Linked DNA regions of Rattus norvegicus: region 1 is linked to region 2. A link is a contact called in public Hi-C data. All regions are on one chromosome and are shown on one strand. The core of a region is the stretch at or near the end of the contact, and the rest is flanking DNA. Distances in the headings are between cores, read along the strand shown.

Evidence for each region. Hi-C and Micro-C count contacts between places; a contact is called where the count stands out from the background.
Region 1: a contact with region 2 is called in a Hi-C map of frontal cortex, with 1.9 times the contacts expected there. The contact joins two enhancer-like sites. A contact is called at or near these places in 2 of 12 Hi-C or Micro-C datasets (the A7r5 cell line and frontal cortex).

Annotation. Positions count from the first base shown.
Region 1 is chr2:226,820,728-226,826,356 of GRCr8, forward strand. It overlaps LOC134485974 (a long non-coding RNA gene), which reads left to right. Exons shown (of 2, transcript XR_010064450.1): 1 at 1-3,418. Among named protein-coding and RNA genes, the nearest start is that of Nfkb1, 18 kb to the left of the region's middle. Within about 2 kb of position 3,349, at least 1 of the 93 cell types and tissues checked has an H3K27ac peak or open chromatin away from gene starts, as enhancers often do.
Region 2 is chr2:226,641,557-226,647,500 of GRCr8, forward strand. It overlaps Manba (mannosidase beta), which reads left to right. Exons shown (of 17, transcript NM_001031655.2): 9 at 2,781-2,898; 10 at 4,364-4,450; 11 at 5,330-5,497. Among named protein-coding and RNA genes, the nearest start is that of Manba, 61 kb to the left of the region's middle. Within about 2 kb of position 4,150, at least 9 of the 93 cell types and tissues checked have an H3K27ac peak or open chromatin away from gene starts, as enhancers often do.

The DNA.
Region 1 (5,629 bases), core at 2,099-4,598, 180 kb after region 2:
GACTTGGAAGTATAATTTATATTCCACCAGCTCCCACATTAAGTTGTGGAAATGGCTAGGCTTTCTTAGGATTGCTCCAGGAATCCTTGACTCAACTATATGAACCCATGAAACCCAGCATGACCTTGACTGACCCACCAAAATGGCTTATGTTTGTGACCCAGGTAATGGCCACAGATGAACAGAGTATGAAAGTTAGTCAAAGTTCTCGCTATCTTTGTTTGAAGGTTAGGAGAATGAAGAGTGTCTCTCAGTTTGATGATTAATAAAACCTAAGGAGTCCAACTCTAGACTACCTAGAGGTGTCTTGTTCCAGGGACAGGAAGTCTTCTGAGCAAGGACTACAGAAGCAAGCAAGACCAAGGACATTGTCAGTATCATTTGGATCCCTAGATCCAACCATGGCTGAATGTCACACTTTGGAGATCACAGTTCAGCTAGGATTGACCCTACTTAACTAGTTCATTTAATGTAATGTATTAATTAGAATTGGGTTTGTGTTATTTACAGTAAAGTATTTCTAAAAAAATTGTTTTTCAAAATTTCTAACAATGCAGTCATTCACCAGATAGAGAATAAAAATTATCCCCAGGAATTTTAATAACATACAGTTAGTCCTCCTTAACCACAACTTCTCTATCTATGGAATTAACCAACCAAAGGTACAAACTACTTTGCCTAAAAATGGCATCTATACTGAACACATGGATTTTTTTTCTTGTCCTTGTTTCCTAAACAATATGGAATAACAAATATTTACACAGAGTTTACATTCTGTTTGGTGGAGTGCTTGCCTAGCATGTACAAAGCCCTGGCATGTACCAGTTAGGGATGGTGGTGCACACTTGAAATCCCAGCACTGGAGAAGCAAGAACAGAAGGATCAGAAGTTCAGCATCATCTTTGATGATAGAGCAATTCCAAGGCAACTGGGGTACGTGAGAGCCTAATGGAAGGAAGGGAGAAAAAAAGGAAGCAAGCAAGAAAGCAAGCAAGGAAGGAAGGAAGGAAGGAAGGAAGGAAAGAAGGAAGTAAGAAAGGAAGGAAGGGAGCAAGGAAGGAAGGAAGGAGAAAAAGGAAGGGAGGAGGGAAGGGAGAGAGGAAAAGGGGGAAGGAAAGAGACAGAAGGAAAGGGAAGGGAGGAGGGGGAGGACATGGAGGAAGGAAGAATGGATATGTGAAGACCCATAAAGGTTTTGTGTGACTATTGATTTACTTTATGTAGAGTCTTGAGTACCTGGTATCTTGTTATCTATGGGATCCCAGAACAACAGTTGCCTGAGGCTACTGAGGGAGAGTTGTAATTAATAATGTACTAATTGTGCACAATCTTTGGAAGGCAATGGGCTAGTAACATGGACCAATGAGATGCCTGAGCGGGTAAAGGTACTTAGTGTCAAGCCTGAAGAGTGAAGTCCCAGCACTTGGGAGGTGGAAGCAGGAGGATTTGGAAGTTAAAGGTCACCCTAAACTCCATAGCAAGAGAACTTATCTAGTAGAAAAAAAATGTTCTCCTAGCTCACTCAGAACAGAAAAATACTTCTCGGATTAGAAACAGAGTGTGTGGGGGTTGGGGAGAGGGCAAGTGGTAAGAGCCCTTGGGTCCTGACCCATAAACACAGTTCTGAGGAATGGTCTCTGCCTAGAAAAGGGAAGCCTAACCAATCCAGACTGATAATATGCTAGAGAGTGCCTAGAGTGCCCTCGCCTCTGGGCACATGATGCTCAATGCATGAAGGCAAGATTCATCGACAGATGTTGTTTCACACAATATATGCACAAATCATCATGACCAAGAAGAAAATTGGGGAGGAAAGGGTTTACTCAGCTTACACTTCCACATTGCTGTTCATCACCAAAGGAAGTCATAACAGGAACTCACGCAGGTCAGGAACTTGGAGGGAGGAATGGATGTAGAAACCACGGAGGGGTGCTGCTTACTGGATTGCTTCTCCTGGCTTGTTCAGCTTGCTTTCTTATAGAGCCCAGGACTACGAGCCCAGGGATGGCACCACCCACAATGGTCTCTCTCAGCCTTGATCACTAACTCAGAAAATGCCTTTCAGATGGACCTCATGGAGGCATTTCCTCAAGGGAGGCTCCTTTCTCTGTGATGACTCCAGCTTGTGTCAAGTTGACACACAAACCCAGCCAGTACAGATGTCTTAGCAGGTGCCCACGGGAGTGGCTGACAGATGTCCATGGCGCTCTATAAATAATACTGTTTAGAACAGAGATGGGAACCTCAAGTTTAATGGGGACTTGAAGTGTTGACTTACAGGAAAAAAGGGGGCTGTATTTCTGCTATATTTGGATTTGTGACTGAAATTCAAATTTATTGTATATCTTAGTAACACCCTAGAATGTTCTCGAAAGAGCCTGGAAATGTTCAACTTTACTCTCTCAGCTCTACCTTCCCAGTGTCAAGGTCTCTCTCTGTGAATGCATAATTTTCTATATTTTTTGAGGGGGGATTTTGCATTTCACTCACAAAGATAGGACATTAATGTCCTTACCATGCTGTTACTCCTTTTGTTCTGGGCGTTTTTCTCTCAGCGCCTGGAAGAACTTTCCTTCGCTCGTGTATCACTCTACGCTCAAAATCAGCTTACAAGACCACTTATTACATCGACGCAATTTTGTCTGCGGGGTGAATCCAAGGATGAACCCTCAGAATCTTTTCTTTTCTTTTATTTCTTTGGTTAAAAACAGACAAGTGTAAGAAGCGGTGGGTCAAAGTCATGCATCTCAAAAGAGGAAAGAAAAACGCATTGACGATTCCAACAAGGTTGAATGTCTGTTCACAGAAGGTATCTACTGAATAGAGACATTTTCCTCTCAAACATATGTGCTTTTATATAAAACTTCTAGGTTTCCCTCTCACTCTTGGCTGGAGTGTAATTGGGGGTGGTGGTGGTGATTTGAGAGATGCACACATGTTCCTCTGCTCTAAACACAGACGAAGGTGGCTAAATTCTAAATGGAAGGTGAGTTGTAGCGTCTTCCCATCTCCTTTGGTACTGTTGATTTGGCTCTGGTACAGAGTGCGGAAGAATTTGGCACAGTCCTTTCGTCTTTTGATACCATGTTTAGCGAACACTTGACCTCGAATTAGGCAAGCAGCTTTCTAAGTTTACTTAAGCAGTGCCAGTTTAATAAGACCTCTATAATCACAGCAATTCTAATGACAAGTTTGGGGGAAATATATTAGGTGGATCTAACCCGCTTCCTGAAGCCCCCAACCCCAGGCAGGAATCTCCTCATTGTTACAAACACAGAGATGCTGCATCTTCAGAACAATGTGCTTTGCGTTCCCATGAAAACGTGTTGTCTCATTTACCTTCTCATCTTGATCCGTTCTAGACTCTGTCCGTCTGAGCCTCAACAGCCGTACCAAGTCATGAAACACATGGCCTCATGTGAGTCATAGCTGATTCTCTGTTTCAGCAATATAGCATTATTCTCCTAAAAACAAAGGCACACACCAAATATTTAAATGTTTCATACATAATATATACTAGACATGTGGAAACAGGTATAAATATTTCAAAATAGCACGCTTAAACTTTAGAATCTGAACAACTGTTGGATTATTAATATCTTCCCATCTGCCAAGTAAAAACGTTGAATTATCTCTTGGTGCCCCCCTTTAAGCTCTATATTTTGCTTTTGAAACCTTAGTATAAATAGAATTTGGCGGATTTTTTTTTTGAAAGCCACTAGTGCTGAAAACTTGTATTATTTTCTGGGAAAAAAATATAATGGGACATCTGTTCTTTAGAATTTTGAGTCATTCTGAACCATGCGTGATTCATGACTTGCTCATTTTTAGTTCATTTTAGGGGAAGAATTGGCAAGGTGCACAAAGGAGACATTGAGTTAGAAGAAATTTTGGTTTCTAAGGTATTAAGAATGTTTCCAATAATACTATTACTTTTATAGGAAAAGAAGGGCAGTGGGGGCTTTCACTCGACATATCGCAAAAACTCTGAGCACATCAGCACACATCAAATGTAAATGATATTTTTAAAATTAAGAAAATTTTATTCTGGGGTTGGGGATTTAGCTCAGTGGTAGAGCGCTTGCCTAGCAATCGCAAGGCCCTGGGTTCGGTCCCCAGCTCCTAACAAAAGAAAAAAAAAAGAAAAGAAAACTTTATTCTAACTGTTCACAGTTTTAACCAGTTGAAATGTGAATACTTTACTGCATAGGAGACCCCTTAATGATAACACAGAAGGTTTTACAATGAGCACCGGGGCTAGGTTGACAAGAAACATCCCATTTGCTCTGTTTATTACATTTGTAACATGTTTGTCTGAGTTAGGGTTACTGTTGCTGTCTTGAAACACCATGACCAAGCAACTTGGGGAAGCAAAGGTTTATTCCACTCACAGTTCCATACAACAGTTCATTACCAAAAGCAGCGAGAACCTGGAGGCAGGAGCTGATGCAGAAGCCACGGAAGGGTGCTGCTTACTGGCTTGCTCCTCGTGGCTTGCTCAGTTTGCTTTCTTAGGACCACCAGCCCTGGATAGAACCACCTAAAGTGTGCTGGGTCCTCCCACATCAATTTCTAATTAAGAAAATGCTCTGTAGTCTTAACCTAAAGTCAGGTTTTATGGAGGCATTCTCTTTCCTATTGAGGCTCTCTTGTCTCTGTGACTCAAGCCTGTGATAAAATTGACATACAACCAACCAGTACTATGTTGTTCCTATGACACCATGGCTAGAAAGGAACACTTTACCCCTGCCCCCTTTAGAAAATATTTATTTCACTATTTATGTGTATGAGTGTTTTGTGTGCATGTATGTACACTCACCACATGGGTGTGTGATGCCCAAGCGGGTCAGAAGAGGACATGGAATCCACTGGAACTGGAGTTTCAGATGGTTGTGGGCTGCCATGTGGCTCTCGGAGTCCAACCATAGTCTCCAATAAGAGCAACACATGCTCTTGTCTGATGAGTTAAGAGTTATTTCAGGCCCAAGACCCGCTACATTTTTGACCACTTCTCTGACAGCTTTGTCTGAGATCTCCTCCCAGGTATTTTTGGCGAGTGCCTTTAAAATATACTATTTTTTTTCTATGAGGAAAGTAAGGTAATTAAAAATAGAGCTTTCAGGGGGTGGCCGGGAAACAGTTGTGCCAGGGCAAAGATTTCTAGTTAGGGAGAATGAGTTAAGAAAGGGAAGAACTAGTTAGTAAATGTTCACACCCTGCAGATGGCAAACCTCTGACAATATGTGTGAAGCCAGTTGTTTGTGAATACATTTCCATGGTTATACCTTAGTCATCTGTACCTCAACCAGAGTCTAGGTCTTCCTTTGCGATTCTCTCTCTCTCTCTCTCTCTCTCTCTCTCTCTCTCTCTCTCTCTCTGCAAATGGCAGTGACTTCTGTATATCCCTGAAAGTTGATATCCGAAGATTTAAAAGGACATCAATAGCACCAGGGGTGTTTCACTTTCAGGAACAAAACTATATTGTTCCAGTGCCTTCTTTGCCTTCTGTTGGCTTCCCGGTGTCGGTGTCACCAGGCTTCTGGCTCTGCGGCTGACTTCTTCCTAAGAACCTTTGCTTTGATGCAGGTCTGCAAGCTGCGATGTATGCTGCCCCCTCCTGGTACTGTTT
Region 2 (5,944 bases), core at 2,900-5,399:
TTGAATATTTATTACTTAAATAAAATATTATTTTAAAATATTATTTCACTTAAAAATATTTTTTGTGTATGATATGTGTGTGTTTGTGTGCACATGTCCATGTTCATGTGTATACATGTGGAATCACACGTATGCCACATCCCTGACACCATGACACCATGACCAAAAGCAATATGGGGAGGAAAGAATTTATTTGGTTTGTCTTTTCTTTTCTTTCTTTCTTTTTTTAAGATTCTTATTTATTTTATATATATGAGTACACTGTAGCTGTCTTCAGACACACCAGAAGAGGGCATCAGCTCCCATACAGATGGTTGTGAGCCACCATGTGGTTGCTGGGAATTGAACTCAGGACCTCTGGAAGAGCAGCCAGTGCTCTTAACTGCTGAGCCAGCTCTCCAGCCCTGGTTTGTCTTTTCATAGCCCTGTTCATCTCTGAAGTCAGGGCAGGAACCTGGATGCAGGAACTGAGGCAGAGGCCATGGAGGGGTGCTGCTTACTGGCCTCCTCTCCATGGCTTGCTCAGCCTGCTTCCTTATAGCACCTAGGACCACCAACTCAGGGATGGCACTGCCCACAATGGGCTGGGCCTTTCTATATCAACCACTAATTAAGAAAATGCCCTACAGACCTCTCAGCTTATAACAGCATTTTCTTTCTTTTTTTTTTCCCCAGGAGCTGGGGACCGAACCCAGGGCCTTGCGCTCGCTAGGCAAGCGCTCTACCGCTGAGCTAAATCCCCAACCCCTATAACAGCATTTTCTTAATTACAGCTCCCTCCTCTCTGACAACTTTAACTTGGGTCAAGTTGACAGAAAACTATGCAACATATAGGTTTGCCTTGGGTGTCAATCCTGACCGCTCATCTTACTCATCTTACATTTGTGACAGGCTGTCTATCCCACGAGCATCCAGGGATTCTGTTTCTACCACCCATCTTGCTGTAGGAGCCCTGGAATTACAGTTGTGCGCTAGAATACCCAGCTTTGTGTGGGGGTTGGGGACTTGAACTCGGGTTCATGCTTGTGCAGCAAACACTTTACCCACTCAGCCACCCACTCATTTTTTTTAAAATTTCACTAAGGAACTAAACAAATGTCTTGGTGGGAGGGGAATGTTAAAATATAAGAAGAGCACACAAAATAGTCAATATGCCTGGAGAACAAGTCTGGAGATCTGAGGGACACCATGAGGACTTGAGGATTCCGGGTAAGACCATTTTCTTATGCACAAAGCCAAAGGGAGATAGATAATTCAAAGTGATGGCTCTGTTACTCCACTTCAGTAGTAACCTTTCTATTATCAACAGCTGTCCTACAATGCCATGCGTGTCTTAAATACACACACAAGAAAACTTACAAAGCAAAGCAAAACACGTGAAAGCTCTTTATCTGGAAGATGGCTACAAGTGGTCTTCGAAGGCGTTGAAATTAGAATGTAAAAATTAGTATACATTCATGTATGTGGCGTGTTTATACTGTACTGTTCTTTGGTGTATGTTATATGTTCAGTGTCATGTACATATATGTGAAGGCTAGAGGTTGATATGGGTATCTTAATCAGTCACTTTCCACCCTACCTTCTGAGGCAAGATCTCTCACTGAACCTGGGGCTTACCGATGGGCTACAGTCACGTGCCCATGCTGAGGGGTAGGCTACAGTTACGTGCCCATGCTGAGGGGCAGCCTGCACATGCCGCATTTTACATGAATGTTTGGAATTGAAAGAGCGTACCCCAAAACGGGGAACTGCGTCTCTCGCTCCGATCGCGGGGTGGGGTGCCCCCAGGAATCACGAGTAGCCATTCTTGATGTAACAGCAAGAGGTAGCTTTTATTAACGAGATCCCGGGTCTTAGCGGGATCCCGGGTCGACATGTATCTCACACAGGAGACAGAGGAATCGACCCCGAAACTCAAAAGTCAGGGGTTTATATAGGGAAAGCTAGGGGGTTTGGCGCGGTTACACACGATTGGCTAATTTCTGGCGCGGCTATAAGTGATTGGCTCATTTAAACATGGCAGTGAGATTACAGCACAGCAGGAGAGTACGTATTGACTGGAGCGTACAGGATTTTAGGAGCTAGGGGCGTCAGTCCTGCTAACTCAGGCAGGTTCCTGCATTCCTTTTCTTTATCTTTATGGTCTGTTAGTCCTAGCGGCAGGGCAGGGCTGCCTGGACTTGCTTTTCACAGTGTTTAGTCCTGAGTCTGAATTTTCTTTTAACTTCATATTTTTAAACCTTAAATCTGTATAATTTTCCTTTCAGAATCAAATCCAGGTCCTCATGCTTCTGCATCAAGTGCTTTCTAAGCCGTTTCCCTGGCCGTGGGCTGCATTTTCCTGTAGGTCAGAATATAAAGGGCTGGAGAGATGGCTCAGGGGTTAAGAGCACTGACTCTTCTTCCAGAGGTCCTGAGTTCAAATCCCAGCAACCACAACCATCTGTAATGGGATCCGGTGCCCTCTTCTGGTGTGTCTGAAAACAGCAACGCTGTCCTCATACATAAAGTAAATCCTTAAAAAAGGAATATAAAATAAAAATATATTTTAAGAAATAGTGTAAAGTTACCGACAATTCATATAACGAGGAAATCATACAGAGATTTTTCAGTTCATTGTGATTATGAATCTCTGTGTCATTCTACCCCAGTGTCTTTGGCGTTGATTACAGCAAAATCATTTTGATGTTGAAGTGGTTAATTCCCTTAACAGATTTGAAAAATTGGGTAATGTTCCCCAACGTCTGAGTTAGCATTTGTTCTCGCCACTCCTTCTACAGGCTGCAGCTCCTTCTCCAGTCCGCCGTGGATGCTAACATGAACACTCTGCGCGTGTGGGGGGGTGGCATCTACGAGCAGGATGAATTCTATGCACTGTGTGACGAACTTGGAATAATGGTGAGCTTGTGATGCCGTCTCCATGTACCTACAGGTGACCCCTCCCCACTCTGGGGTTGTGGGTTGATTTTATTACGCCTTAAAACCCTCTCTCAGAGCAAGGAGCATGTTCCATTGTTTGTTTATTTATTAACTTTGGCCAAGGAATAAATGAACTGTAGTTGCTAACAAAAACGAGAATTCTTTACTGCTTTAAAATTATAGCCATTGCAGGTGAGTTATAACTAATCAAATGTCTATATACACTTTCTTCACAATTTCTCCCGTGACATGTGGGTATACATAATAAAACAAATTAAGTGACTAAAGGACCTCTGATGAACTCTGGAGAGAAACAAAAATGATAAAGTTAACCAAAGAAGGGATGTTCTTAGTATACAAGTTTTGCAATGAGGAGGACTAAGCAAGAAGATGCCTCTGTCCCTAATTATCTCTGGAGAATGGACTTGTGTGTGTGCCTGTGCCAGCGTGGGCTTTCTAAGAAGTTCTCTTTTTATCCTAAAAAATTCTCTGAATAGCTGGCCTCCTGCAGAGCATAGCCTTAGCTTTTTATTTTACATATCAGTCCAGTCATTTACTCCAAGTTTCCTTTTGATTATCTTGTGAATGAGCGTCCTGTGAACCTCGCCCTTTGATTCTCTAGAGACTGCAAGCATACATTTGTTTTTTTTTTCGTAACTTTGCAAAAAGGATTCAGAGATCTGTGTGCCATTGTTAAGCTAGTAGGGTGGGACCCGGTCCAGAAATTACCATTTCTACTACACCTGGTCCTTACTTCCCTGTGTCCTAGGCTGACCTTGAACTCAGGAATCTGACTGACTTTGCATCCTTCTGACAAGCTGGCTCACTCCTTTGTTCCTTTAGATTCATGAAGCCCCCATAATTCATATTGCAGCCTTATATTTTGCATAGCTGAGAAATTATATGTATTTTAAACTCATGTATTTAGAGCTCTTTTCCATCGCCTTAAGGGTGGTCCTGAAGGTCCCAGTGTTTACCATTACCAGTGTGGCTGAGACATTAGCCACACTGACGCCTCTCCACTCCTGCTATTTCTAATTCTCATGGAGTCATTAACATTAACCCAGAGAACGTTCCTCAGAGGAATGTGAAATGTGTGCATTATTATACAAACAAACCTTATGCCCACAGCAGCCATTGTCATTCGTGGAGGAACACACCAGGGCCCTGTACCAGGGGCAGGAGCCCTGTCACTCTGTCCCCACCAAGGCCACACTGGGCTCAGCATCCGGGTCCCCTCTTTCCTGCTTGCTTAACAATCTTCTAAACATTTCTTGTGCAACCCTCAAAAAACCTGCAGTGCGTGGGTATCTTTCCTCCACAGAGATACCCAGGTGGGCGCTTTTGCAGAACTTGCTTTTCCTTAATTTAAAAGATAATCCCTTAAGTGAGAATGCAGTCTTGCTTTCTGTGCGATGACACTGCCTTTTCTTTGGTCCTGTAGGTGTGGCAGGACTTCATGTTTGCCAGTGCCCTCTATCCAACTGAGCCAGGCTTCCTAGAGTCAGTGAGAAAAGAAGTCACTTACCAGGTATGTTATTGTCACACCTCCAAAAAGAAAAGGAATACATCTTATTTTTTTTTCTTTTGCTAAAACACTCATTTCTTTTTGGTGTTTCCTACTAACTCCTCCGAGAAAGCTGCAGTCTGGTGATTCGTTTCCTGAGTGATTTATCCAGGTCACGATTCCTTGCTGAGAACTCCTGGACTCATTCCCAGTCTTCCAGTCTCTGATGCATCCCTCATTCTTGTACCCAACTGCTGCTTGGTGGTGTGGTCAGAGGTCTAGTGGGCATCTCCGTGTAACACGTCCAAACCACACATCCATCCCTTCCCCAGTCCTGCTGCTCCTGGAGTTTTCCTCAGCAAATGGATACCAGTGTAGCTCAGGACAAAGATTTAATGTGACTCTTGAGTCCATGAGTGGTTTCGCATTTCACACATGCCTTGTCAGTTATTACCTGTTCATTTATTTAAAAGATTTGCTTGTTTTTGTTTGTTTGTTCCACTCACTGGGACCTGAGAACCATGGGTTGGGCTAGGCTGGCCAGCCAGTGAGTGATCCCTGAGAGTCTCCTTTCTCTGCCTCCCCAACTCCACAATTACAAATGTGTTCCACCCCTGCCCACGGTTTTTGACAGGGGTGCTGGGGATAGAACTCAGGTTTTCACGCTTAAATAGAACGAATGAATGACTTAACAGACTGAACGATGTCCCCCCCCCCTCCCCCGTCTTTCAGAGAGCTATTAAGATGGTATTACCAGAAAGCCTGAGCAGCCATTGTGTGAGGTATCAGGTGGGCAAGAACGTCTACGTGGAAACGCATGCTTGCAATTTTATTAATCATTAGAGCACTGAGTTCTTCTGTGGTAGGTATGGGGAAATGGTTTCATGTTTTCTTACGTTTCAGGTCAGGAGACTGAAGTCTCACCCCTCCGTCATCATCTGGAGTGGTAATAATGAGAATGAAGTGGCTCTCAGGGTGAACTGGTTCCATGTAAACCCCAGGGACCTGGGGACTTACATCAACGACTATGTGACCCTCTACGTGAAAACCATCAGGGAGATTGTCTTATCGGTGGGTAATGGTTTGGGGGCAGTAGATTTTAAGAATGTGCTTTTGAAATGCATAGGTCTCGGGGCTGGAGAGATGGCTCAGCGGTTAAGAGCATTGACTGCTTTTCCAGAGGTCCTGAGTTCAAATCCCAGCAACCACATGGTGACTCACAACCATCTGTAATGGGATCTGGTGCCCTCTTCTGGTGTGTCTGAAGACAGCTACAGTGTGTGTGTGTGCGCGCGTGCATGTGCGCCTGCGCCAGGTGCTTGGCTGGTGCCCATGGAGGGCATTGGATCCCTGGAACCGGAGTTGCAGGTGGTTACGAGCTGGAGAAATGGCTCATTAGTTAAGAATATTTCTTTTTCAAATTTGATCAATGTAACAATTTGATTTTAATGCCTGGGGATTTAAATTTGACAGTAGAGTGATAAAGCGTGCACGCTTCCCAGTGTACTATCTACACAA